Regions from separate parts of the Mus musculus genome. Here region 2 is linked to region 1. A link is a contact called in public capture Hi-C data. All regions are on one chromosome and are shown on one strand. Each heading gives the region's core, a stretch centred on a gene start, on an enhancer-like site or on the middle of the called end of the contact. The rest is flanking DNA. Distances are from core to core; before and after follow the strand shown.

Evidence for each region. Capture Hi-C pulls out chosen DNA fragments and counts their contacts.
Region 2: a contact with region 1 is called in a capture Hi-C map of embryonic stem cells, with 2.2 times the contacts expected there. The contact joins two enhancer-like sites. A contact is called at or near these places in 2 of 115 datasets of contacts at active chromatin or transcription factors (bone marrow-derived macrophages and pancreatic cancer cells) and 1 of 9 other capture datasets (embryonic stem cells).

What each region holds. Positions count from the first base shown.
Region 1 is chr11:117,172,452-117,178,379 of GRCm38.p6, forward strand. No RefSeq gene overlaps it. Among named protein-coding and RNA genes, the nearest start is that of Sec14l1, 60 kb to the left of the region's middle. Within about 2 kb of position 2,595, at least 107 of the 459 cell types and tissues checked have an H3K27ac peak or open chromatin away from gene starts, as enhancers often do. A contact at or near this core is called in embryonic stem cells, where this site is marked.
Region 2 is chr11:117,627,215-117,632,859 of GRCm38.p6, forward strand. Gm35170 (a long non-coding RNA gene) reads right to left here. Exons shown (of 4, transcript XR_003949818.1): 2 at 1,571-1,646; 3 at 1,260-1,464. Among named protein-coding and RNA genes, the nearest start is that of Gm35170, 9.7 kb to the right of the region's middle. Within about 2 kb of position 2,912, at least 4 of the 459 cell types and tissues checked have an H3K27ac peak or open chromatin away from gene starts, as enhancers often do. A contact at or near this core is called in embryonic stem cells, where this site is marked.

The sequences.
Region 1 (5,928 bases), core at 1,345-3,844:
GTCGTAAATGCAACTCTCATGTCACCTTTAGTCTAGAATGTGCTATGGTTTGGATATGTTTGCAGCGTGTTCCCCAGTGACCTGTGTGCTAGAAACTTGGTCCCCAGTGTAGTGGTGTCTCACAAGGACCATGTGATAGAAGCCGGGTCCTTGGCAGAATTGGGGTGATGTAACTTTACAAAGGGGTACCTATAAGGGTCAGGTCATGGGGGGGGTAACACTAATTTTGGTTTCCTTAAAAACCCAGTTATGTTATGTTATGTTTTTTTTAATCCCAGGTGTGGGATATGGGAATTATGATTGTCTCATACTCTAGGAGGGGTGTGATTTTTGCCAGCTGCAGATAGTTTACCTTTGGGACTCTGGAGAGGGTATAAATGGGGGGGGGACCCCAAGAGGGTCTGAGACAGCTGCTGACCCCTGCCACTGTGTTTGCTGGATTGCTACTTAGAGCTCTTCTGACAACGGAAGATTGGACTTGCCCCAAGGAACTTTGTAAAAATAATTTTCAAATCCTTGATGCCCCTAATTAGCAGGAAGTAGTCTAAGGAGGCCTCGGTTCCCTTTCCTCTCTAACCTTCTCTCTCTCCTACTCAGTGTTGGGCGTTGGAAGGGGCTAGGGTGGAATAAGGGTTGGAGGAGTGGTAGGTAAAAGAACCTGATAAAGTCACCCCCAAAATACACCTGCAGGGGCATTGCTGTGGTTCAATCAGTCTTTACTAGGCCGCTCACAGGGACTGGCTCCTGTCTCTCTGCCATCTGGGAGGCGTCCGGGTTCAGGGCTCATGGCAGCATGTCCGGGTTCAGGGCTCATGGCATCATGTCCACACAATGCTGTCTGCATCATCACTCAGATAATTCTCTTTAGATAAGTTTTATTTCTTAGTCTTATGAGATGGGGTGGGGTGCTGAGTGTCACAGCACGTGTGTTGGGTTAAGAGGACACTTGGCTCTCTCCTTCCACCTTGTTGAGGCAGGATTGCTTATTTCTGCCATGCTAACTGGCCCTCCATCTTCAGGGCAGTTCTCACTGTAGGCTGCTGGGTTCCAGATTCGCACCACCACATGCAGCTTCTGTTTGCATGGCTTCCCTGTGCACAGGACTGAGCCATCCGGCGGTGGGAGCAGGAGTGAGCTTACCTGATGAGCCATCTCACAAGCCCGATCTTTTCCTGAAAGACCCGGCCGTGAGTATTGTGTAGCAACAGGAAACGGACTAAGACAAAGGCCCTGACGGTAGGAGAGCCCGGGCCAGAGGCCTGGGGTACCAGGCTTCCAGCTGGCATTTTGTGTTTCCCAAGGCCTGTTTGGTGCATGCTGGTGCCAAGACAGGTCTCATCAGATTCACACTCAACTTTTGGGCCAGCCTGGCTCATAGACATCAGAAGGCTGGGGTAAGAGCTAGTCTTCTCCATTGCTAATGTTCTGTTGGTGACCCCCTGGTAATCTGGGGGTGGCACTTGGGCACTGGTGACATCTGGTTTCCTGCAGTCTGTGAGGAGTTATTGCTTGAACCAACTCTTTCATGCAGGGGCTGCAGAGTGCCCAATTCCTTTCCTCTCCCATCCCCCTCCCCCTCCCCCTCCCACCTCCCTCCCCTCTCCCACCTTTCCTCCCCTTTCTCCTCTTCCACTTTTTTTTTTAATGACACGCTCTCACATAGCCCAGGCTGGCTTGGACCTTCACTGGATAGCTGAGGAAGACCTAGGCCCTCTGATCCTCCTGCCTTCAGCAGGCATGTGCCACCATGCCCAGTTTATGTAACACTGGGAAGAAAACCCAGGGCCTCACGCATCCCAGCTAAGGAAGCTTCCAACTCAGCCACAGCACTCTTTTTTTTTTTTTTTTAAATGAAACAAAATTAGAATTCCCTGAGAAAAACGTGTACACTGAAGCACAAGCATTAAGACTGAGGATGCTAATGCTCCGCTCCGCTGGCAGTTGTCGGAAGCTGCAGAGGGAAGAAGGCTTGTCTTGGTTCATGGTCCTATCTGTACTTTTGGTTACTTTATTGGCTTTTTCCCCTACTGCTCTTCTCCATCCTATTCCTTCCAACCTCCAACACTAGGTAGGAAAGAAAGAAGGCTGGGGTGGGGGTGGGGGCGGACGGGGCATCGATCCCGTTAGACTACTTCCTGCTGACTAGGGGCGCTGAGTTCCTTGGAGCAAATCCAATCTTTGCAATCAGGATACCTCCAAGCAGCCGGAGCAGCTGCTGCAGCCTCTCTCCGGGCGGTTCTGGCATTTTTATACCGTCTCAAGAGTCCCCAGAATTCCATACACACTATCTTCAGCAGGAAGAATCACGCCCCTGCCAGAGCCCGCGATAAATCATAGTTAGCTGCTGTGGACAATCTGAGGCAGCCCCAGATTCCACACCTGGGATTGAAACAAAAACATATTCCTGTAACATTTGCTGTGTTTTTAGAGAAGTCAAGATTCTCACAGCACATGGTTGCGAGGAGTTTCAGTTACTCAGGATTTGGGAAGGCATTGCTGCTGAAGTGGCTCTTTCTCGTGGCAGTAGGAGCTCACAGTCCCGCTTGTAGACATCTTCGTAAGCAGGAAGCACAGTGCGCAGGAAGCACAGTGCGCGCTGGGAGGAAGCAGGCTCGGTCTGTACCCCTCAAGGCCCATGTCTTCCAGCTGGGCTCTAGGTCTCAAAGGTTCCATAGTCCCTAAAACAGCACTTCCAGCCGGGGACCATGTGTCCAAACAGAGGAGATCCTGGCGATACTTTGTATTCAGACCGTAGTAAGGTTTAGGGGAAAGGGATTCGGGTGGGATTCCCCTGTGGGCGTGACTTCCCAGAGTGGGCGTGGCCTCCCGAGTGGGCAGGGCTGCTTGAGCGAATTACTCAGGTTGCAGCTTTTATTGTCTTCCTAAATTTATTTTAACTATTTGCTTGGAGATAGGTCTCACTAAGTGGCCCTGGCTGGCTTTGAACTCACACAGATCCTCCTGCCTCTGCCTCCCAGTGCTAGAATTAAAGGTGTGAATGTCACCATGCTCTGACGTTATTGTTTTTTAAAGATTTATTAGTTATTCATGAGTGTATGCCTGTGTGCATGTGTGTGTGTACACACGTGTGCAGTGTCCTCAGGATCCAGGAGGCGACACTAGACCCCGGAGCTGCAGTCACAGGCGGTGGTAAGGTGCAGCTGTGGGTACTGGGAATCAGAGCTCCATCTTCTGTAACTGCGTGCTCTCGCCGGCTGAGCTTTCTAACCAACCTCTGCTCTTTACATAACTCAGCCGGCCTGCAAATTCATGCTCCATCTCCCTCAGACTTCTAAGTGCTAGAACCGCAGGGTCCAACTTTCGAACATCGTTTATCCCGGTATTGCCTGGCACTCTTCCAAAAGGAGACATTCCCCCCTCTGCTAGGCAACCTGTCTTGGCTGTCAGGGTGGGCTCTGAAACCTGTTCCCCAGCCTTCTAGTTTCATGACTGGTAGCAAATGTAGCCATCACTGCAAGAAGCAAATGAGCTCTCACACACTTCTCATCCATTTTTATTAATAAGAGAAAGGTATTGTGAGTGTGTGCGCCTGTGCATCCTGCTCCCTGCCCCAGGGCCTTTGCACCCACCCTCTCTGCCTGCAGTACTCTTACCCCCGCTCTTTGCATTGCCACCCCTTCCTAACAACCTGGTTTAAAGAAACACGGCCTGCCTGGAACTTCCTAGAATGGCCTCAGTAACTTTCCCCACTGGACTCAAGTTTCCCCGAGAGCAGGGAGCTCACAGGCCAGAGATAGCAGCTAGGCTTCACTGCACTGTGACCCTGAGCCAGACTCTGTGCCAAGGAGGAGACAGGAGGATGGTCACCACCACCCGTACCGCCCCCAGCCCCCCCCTCCACAGAGGCACTTGTGAAGGTGCTAGATTCTAAGATGGTGGTACTGGGGTGGAAGAGAAGAGAGGACAGGCGCTGGGTGTGGCAGGTGATCTGGGTTTCTGTCTCACTGCGGCCTGGATGAGGTCACCTCAGCAAGGTCGGGGGAGGGGGCAGGCTGGGGACCGGGCTGACACTGGCCTGTGAGCTGAGCTGGGCTTGGCCAGAACTGGTGTTACCTGTTCCTCCTGCCAGCAGAGGGCGATACCAGAAGGAACCTGGAGACTGTTTCATACATGTATGTGTGCTGTGTATACACACATAGTGTGCATGTGTGTTCATGTAGTATGTATATGCATGTGTGGGTACATACACACACATATATATATGACTGTGATTGTGTGCATGTTGCTATGTATGTGCATTTTACGCATGTCAGTGTTTGTGTGCTGTATACCTGTGTACATATACCTTTGAGCTTGGGTGTATATTTTGTGTGTAAATGTGTGTTTACACTTGTGTACATACGTGCATATACACATATTTGAGTGTGTGTTTGTGTACATGTGTATATGTGGATGAGCGTGCATGTATGTGAGTATGTATTTGTGTACATGTGAATGCTTGTGTGTAACAGGAGGCTCTAGGGACAGGTGGAACACAGGGTCACAGATGCTCTCAGTAATTGTCCATCTCCTCTTCCTGGCTGCGGGCTATGTTCCTCTTATCTATGGATCGGGGATCATAAACAATTATACTCAGTGTGTTAGTCACACACCGGCCCTGCCTGGCCCTGGAGTGCATGCCTTCTGCAGACTGGGATAGTCCTCTGAACAGCCCTGCAAATGACATTACTGAATGGGGCTGGGCCCAGGTGTCAGGGAGAGACCTGCTCCCCTACCCCACCCTCCACCCCTCGCTGTTCAGCTTACCTCTGGCCCTATGTGTCCTGCCCCTCTTTCTCCATTAGCACCCAGAATGAAGGGGACACAGGAACCTGATACGCAGGTTCAGAGCGGCTGAGGAGTGGAGTCAGTGGGTAACAATGAGAACCCCCTCACAGCAAGAGCCCAACAGACAGCATCAATGGTTTGAAAGAGGTAACAATGACCTAGGAAGGGGTCATCCAGTGGCCTGTCCCTTGAGACAAGCATGTTGCAAAATGCCTGCCCCTTGTTCTCCACTGTCCCTGCCAGCAAGTACTGACCCATGTGAGACCAACCTCATTCCTGAGGCGACATCGCCACCTGCTGGAGAGTGAGATCCTGTGTAGCTCAGGACCTGGAGCTCCTGGCTTTGGACACTCACCCTCTCCCGCCCCCCCCCCCCACCGCCCCCACCCCACGCACCCCCCCCCCAGCTTTGTGGCCCCCACCACACCTTTCCTTCCTCCCTCTCTCCCTCCCTCCCTCTTGGGTGTTCCAACCTGCATCTTGCTCTGATTCCCACCAGCCTACCACATGGGCACTGTTATCTCCAAAGCTTAAAGTCCACGGGTTGTACACAGGACTAGAGTCCAGGAACAATGGCTACAGAATCTCTTGAGACTGTTGGCCTGGAAGACCCTGGACTGCCAGCTTAGCTTTGACCTCCTCCAGGAAGTCCTTCTGCCCTACCCCATGAGGGTGACACTCCTGCCCCGCGTCACGTGCTTACTAAGTCCTCACTGGTAGCCAGCTTGTCACCGACCCCTAGGCAGCTGAACTTGAAGGTCACTGTCCTGAATTATGAGTTGGGGGTCTCCTGTAGCCCAGGCTAGCCTCAGGCTCACTAGATAAGCTAGAGTTATCTGAAAGGAGGGAACCTCAATTGTGCCTCCATAAATTCAATCTGAGGGGCATTTTCTTAATTAGTGATTGATGGGGGAGGGCCCAGCCCACTGTGGGTGATGTCACCCCTGAGCTGGTGGTCCAGGGTTCTCTAAGAAAGCGGGCTGAGCAAGCCAGCAAGCAGCACCTCTCCATGGCATCTACATCAGCTCCTGCCTCCAGGGTCAAACCCTCTTTGAGTACCTGCCCTGACTTGAAATTAACCCTCCCCTCCCCACGTTGCTTTTGGTCGCAGTGTTTCATCACAGCAGTAGTGGCCCTAAG
Region 2 (5,645 bases), core at 1,662-4,161, 460 kb after region 1:
TGGAAAGATGAAGTCACCAGGAAGCAGAAACAGTAGACAGCAGGCTGCTCTGCCCGGCATCAGCACCTGGCTCTTCCCTCTGCAGAATGCACATCGTGTCATGATCCCTCCCCTCACTACTCCTCCCCCCACAACCCCTCCCCCAGCCCCAGGGCTCCAGACTGCAGGTGCTACCTCCCAGGGTAAGAAACAGGGAGGTGCAGTGCCAGTGGGCTTCCTGAGCTGGGAGCCTGCAGGGCTACCTGATGCGTGGGCAAGGCTTGCCAGCAAGCAGCATGCACGCTGTGCCTGCCCAGGAAAGCCAGTTATGATACTAAGTCTTCAGCTTCCATACACTCCCTCTAAGACAAAGGCTTCTTGATACAATCAAATGGATGGCTTCCCACCGTGTCGTTATCCTGAACCCCTTCCCCAAGCCCCATCCCACCCCTCCTACGGGAGGGGGTTTTGCATGCCTTTTGTGCTTTTACATTCTCTCTCTCTCTCTCTCTCTCTCTCTCTCTCTCTCTCTCTCTCTCTCTCTCTCTCCTGACTTTGGTCCTCTGGCTTCACCCACTGAGTCACCTTGACAAGCTTTGGCCTCTTTAGTTTGATTTAAGAAAAAGGTCTCCAGATATAAGTCAGGCTGCCCTGGAACTCACTATGTGGACAGGCCACAAACTCAGCGATCCTCTCTCCCCAGCCTCCCCAGTGCTGAAATTGTAATGCAAGAGACGCCACGCCAGGCGCCAGGCGAAGCTTTGGGCTTTTACCAGAAGCTTTCTGGAGAGGTAAAGACTTTCAGTAGTGCCCCTTGGGGAGTCCCGTAAAGGCTTTAGGGAATACTCCAGGGGTCACCTGGGCTAGCACCTCATTCTGAATTGGGCTGGAGTGGGAACTGGAGCAGTGGGATGGGGGAGCAGTGGGCAGGAGTACCTCCCACCCTGTCGGAATGCAAATCACCGGCAGGGAGATGGATGATCCTGCAGGACAGCTCACAGGGTTCCCAGTGGGAGACATTTGTCATTTCCACTCTCCTGCAAGTTCCCCGCCTCTGTCATCCCTCCTCCCCTCCCTCCCATCCAGGTAGCTCCACTGGGCACAGGTGCCTGAGACAAACAAAGGCCGCTCCCTGCCCCCACCTCCTCCTGTCTGAAGGGATGATGTCTGGCCTGGTGCCACAGTAGATGTGGGCTGCCCAAGCTGTGCACAGAACAGCCTCTCTCAGGCATCAGGCAATGGCCCTTTGTCTCCCGCAGGGATAATTCGAAACCTCATACCTCTTTCCTCTGTGGGCTTCCCTGCTAATTGGCAAGTGTGTGCTCTGCGGCCATGCAGCTAAGATTTTCCATGATGTCAGCAGAGCGCCAAGATGCCTGGATTCACCCATCAGGCCTAGAGCGGGGGAACTGTCAGCCTGGTTGTGTTCCAGCAAGAATTAACATGCCGCTTGGCCCCCTCCTGCTGCCGCTGCTGTAGAAATGGCTGGTGAAGGGAGAGCCAGATGAATCTCTCCATCCCTGAGACTGTGACATTGCCAAAATATACAACACAACCATCATCCCGCCCTCTCCTTTCTGGGGTTCCTCACCTCTCTCAGAGGATAGAGAACACCACACAGGGAACAGGACTCAAGTGTTCCAGACCCAGTGCCAGGAAGTCGCAATCTATAAAGACAGAATGGGAGCCCTTTCTCAGTCCTGAGGAACAGCTCTGCCTGCCCGACTGCCTTCCATGTTTGGAGTGGATTCCCCAGTAATGGTGGACTGGGCTGGTGCATCTCGCCTCCCTTCTCTGCCCACAGCCTGCTCCACAAGCATTTCCCCCATTGAATTAAGAACTCCTTGTGGGATTGAGGTAGGGCAGAAAGATAGAAAAAATAAATAAGAGGGACAGGAGGAGAGAAGAAGCCCCGGGGAACAAGTTTGCCTTTCCTGTTGAAAATCAAGAAATTGTATCAACTTGTATCTTCAAGATGGCTCAGCAGGTAAAGATGCTGGCCTCCAAGTCTGAAGGCCTGAGTTTGATCTCAGGGTCCCACAGAGGGTCAGGGAGAGGATTGGCTCCCACAAAGTACACTCTGACCTTCACGTGAATGCTGTGGCACATATGCACATATGCATAAATTAATAAATCAATAAATGTAATTTTTAAATGAGAAAAGAAACTTCACCATAACTGATAAACCCAAAATTACCTATAGAGAGAAGCCCAAAGACTTCTCAACCACGGATGCTAAAAATAACGAATAGGGGCTGGAGTGATGATTCGGTGGTTATAGAGCACAGACTGCTCGTCCAGAGAACCCGGGTTCAGTTTCCAGCACGGACATGGCAGCTCACAGCTGTCTGTAACTTCAAAAAAGATCTGACAACCTCATACAGACTTTCAGGCAGGCAGAACACCAATATATACTTTTAAGAAGAAGGAGGAGGAGGAGCCGGGCAGCGATGGCACACGCCTTTAATCCCAGCAGTTGGGAGGCAGAGGCTGGCAGATTTCTGAGTTCAAGGCCAGCCTGGTCTACAGAGTGAGTTCCAGGACAGCCAGGGCTACACAGAGAAACCCTATCCAAAAAAAAAAAAAAAAGAGGAGGAGGAGAAAAAGAAAGGAGGACCACAAAGTTGCCCTCTGACTGTCAAACCAGAACAATGATGTATCTACACCCACACCCAGCACACACAGCAACAAGTACAATTTTAAAAACTGTTCAGTTTAAAAAATAAACTATGCCTACTAAGGGCCACAAAGTTTACAGCCTTCATTTTAACACACCAGGGTGCCTCTCTTCTCCAAACCTAAACAATGCGCTACAGAAAACTTCTTTATAATTCCGTTTCCAAAGAAATTAGTGTGTGGGGGGTGGGGTGGGGTGTGTAAGCATTTTCATGTAGATGCCCCAAAAGGCCAGACAAGAGCATTGAATCACCTGAAGTTGACAATATTAAGCCACCTTGGGGAGGTTAAAGTGCAAAGGCAGTGAGTGGGTGCTCTAAACCTCTGAGCCAGCACACCAGCTCTCCAAAAGTAATTCTTTAAGATAAAATAAGTAAGCTACCTCATATATTTAAATGTTGCTTTTGTTGTTGTTTGTTTGTTTGTTTGTTTGTTGTTTCCAGACAGGGTTTCTCTGTTGTAGCCCTGGCTGTCCTGGAAATCACTCTGTAGACCAGGCTGGCCTTGAACTCAGAAATCTGCCTGCTTCTGCCTCCCACATGCTGGGATTAAAGGTGTATAACACCACTGCTGGCTTATAAGGCCCCCTTTTTTTTTAAAGATTTATTTATTATTATATGTAAGTACACTGTAGCTGTCTTCAGACACAGCAGAAGAGTGAGTCAGATTTTGTTAGGGATGGTTGTGAGCCACCATGTGGTTGCTGGGATTTGAACTCTGGACCTTCAGAAGAGCAGTCGGGTGCTCTTACCCACTGAGCCATCTCACCAGCCCTATAAGGCCCCTTTAAAGACACATATCTTGAGAGATCTGTTGAGAAGCACACACCCATGGCGTGGAGCTTTGCTGTGCCCTTAAATCTAAGGCACAGGCTGGTCTTTAACTCTGCTCAATCAACTGGCTTTGCTCCCTGTTGGCTTCTCCCTGTTGGCTTGTCCTCAAATACTTTTCTGTGGTAAAAGGAAAGATCTGGGGCTGGTGAGATGGCTCAGTGGGTAAGAGCACCCGACTGCTCTTCCGAAGGTCCGGAGTTCAAATCCCAGCAACCACATGGTGGCTCACAACCATCTGTAACAAGATCTGACGCCCTCTTCTGGAGTGTCTGAAGACAGCTACAGTGTACTTACATATAATAAATAAATAAAAAAAAAAAAAAAAAAAAAAAAAGGAAAGATCTGGCTCTATCTTTGTGGTGTCCCTAAGGGGGAAGGAGATTTCTCAGGCTGCCAGCAGGCCCACTGAGCTGTGTGTCCCTGCTACCCTAACAAAACCAACACACGCTCAATTCTGGACAGACTTAAAACTCTTTGCCAGTGTTGGGATTGAATTGCCATCTTAGTGTTGAAAATATATTTCTCTCGCTGGCCTTATTTCCCTCACACGTTTACTGCCATCACTTCGAAGTCTTTTCTTGAATATTTGCTAGGTGGCAGCTCTGGATCACAACGGTTCTTACTGAGTCATGGGGCTGCAGATGAGTCGTACCCTGGGCTGACCCATGGCTCTGTTGACTGGCTAGCCATTACCAAGAGCTCCCAGAAACAAAGCCCCCATGTTTAGTCACCAGTATCCACATAAAAGCTGGTTCAGCGATGTGTGCCTGTAATCCCAGCCTTCCCTGGATCTGTCTAGCCAAACTGGTGAGCTCTAGGCTCAGTGAGGAACCCTGTCTCAAAAAATAAGGAGGAAAGTAATTGAGGAAGAAGACATCCATTGTTGACATTTGGTTTCCACAAGCTCGCATGTGTGCAAATGCATCCACTCGTCTACATATATGCACACACAGGAACCTATATATGCACACACAGGAACCTACATATATGCACACACAGGAACCAACATATATGCACACACAGGAACCTACATATATGCACACACAGGAACCTACATATATGCACACACAGGAACCTACATATATGCACACACAGGAACCTATATATGCACACACAGGAACCTATATATGCACACACAGGAATCTACATATGCATGGGGGAAGGAGGAGAAAGGAAAGGCTCCAGACCCAGCCTGTGTGCCACTTCAGGAGCTTGGCTCTGTCCCACCCTCATGTTCTATCTCCTGCCTTCGTCAGCCTCCAGCAGAAGCAGATACCTGGGGAAGCAAGCATTAAGCCCTTCTTGACTGTATCTTCCCTTTCGTCAATAAATAGCCCGAGACCCAGAATCAATGAAGACTCTGAGTTTATTCGCTTCTCTCTTTCTAGGTTTGTCTCTTCCCAACATGGAACTCCTCTGCTGGGGAGAAGGCCTGCCCCACCCCCTCTGTCACATCTCTTACCTGCCCCAGCTCTCTGTGGCCCATCCCAGGTTCCTCTTCAACCTGATGAAGCCTCCCCCTGCTAACATCCATGGTCCTGCTCCCATGCTTTCCTCCAGATGACTGTCAGCTCAGTGGCCCAGAGAGAGATGGACCAGGGTGCACTGTGAGAGGGGAGCGTCCGTGAGGGCAGGTGTTTGAAAATCATTGTAGTTAACTGGAGTGAATCCATGAACTGGAAGCATAAAAGGGAAGTGAGCTTTGAATTGTTTGTTGTGTACTTAAAGGGGTCATTGGAGAAGAGAACACAGGGGCATGTTCTTGCTTTCTTCAGGATTTCTACCTGGTTAATACTTTCTTGGGTATATTTATATGTGCATGCAGACACACACATACACATACATACACACACAGTCACACATACAAGCATACTCACACCTACACACTCATACACTCACACTCATATACTCACACAGTCACACAGTCACACACACAATCACACACAACATACTCACACATACAGTCATACACACCACACTCATACACACATACCACACTCACACACAGTCACACACACTATACTCACACATACACACATACTCACATATACACTCACACATACACACTCACACATATTCACACGCACTCACAAACACACACAGCCACACACACCACTCTCACACACATCACACTCACTCATACATACTCACAAACAC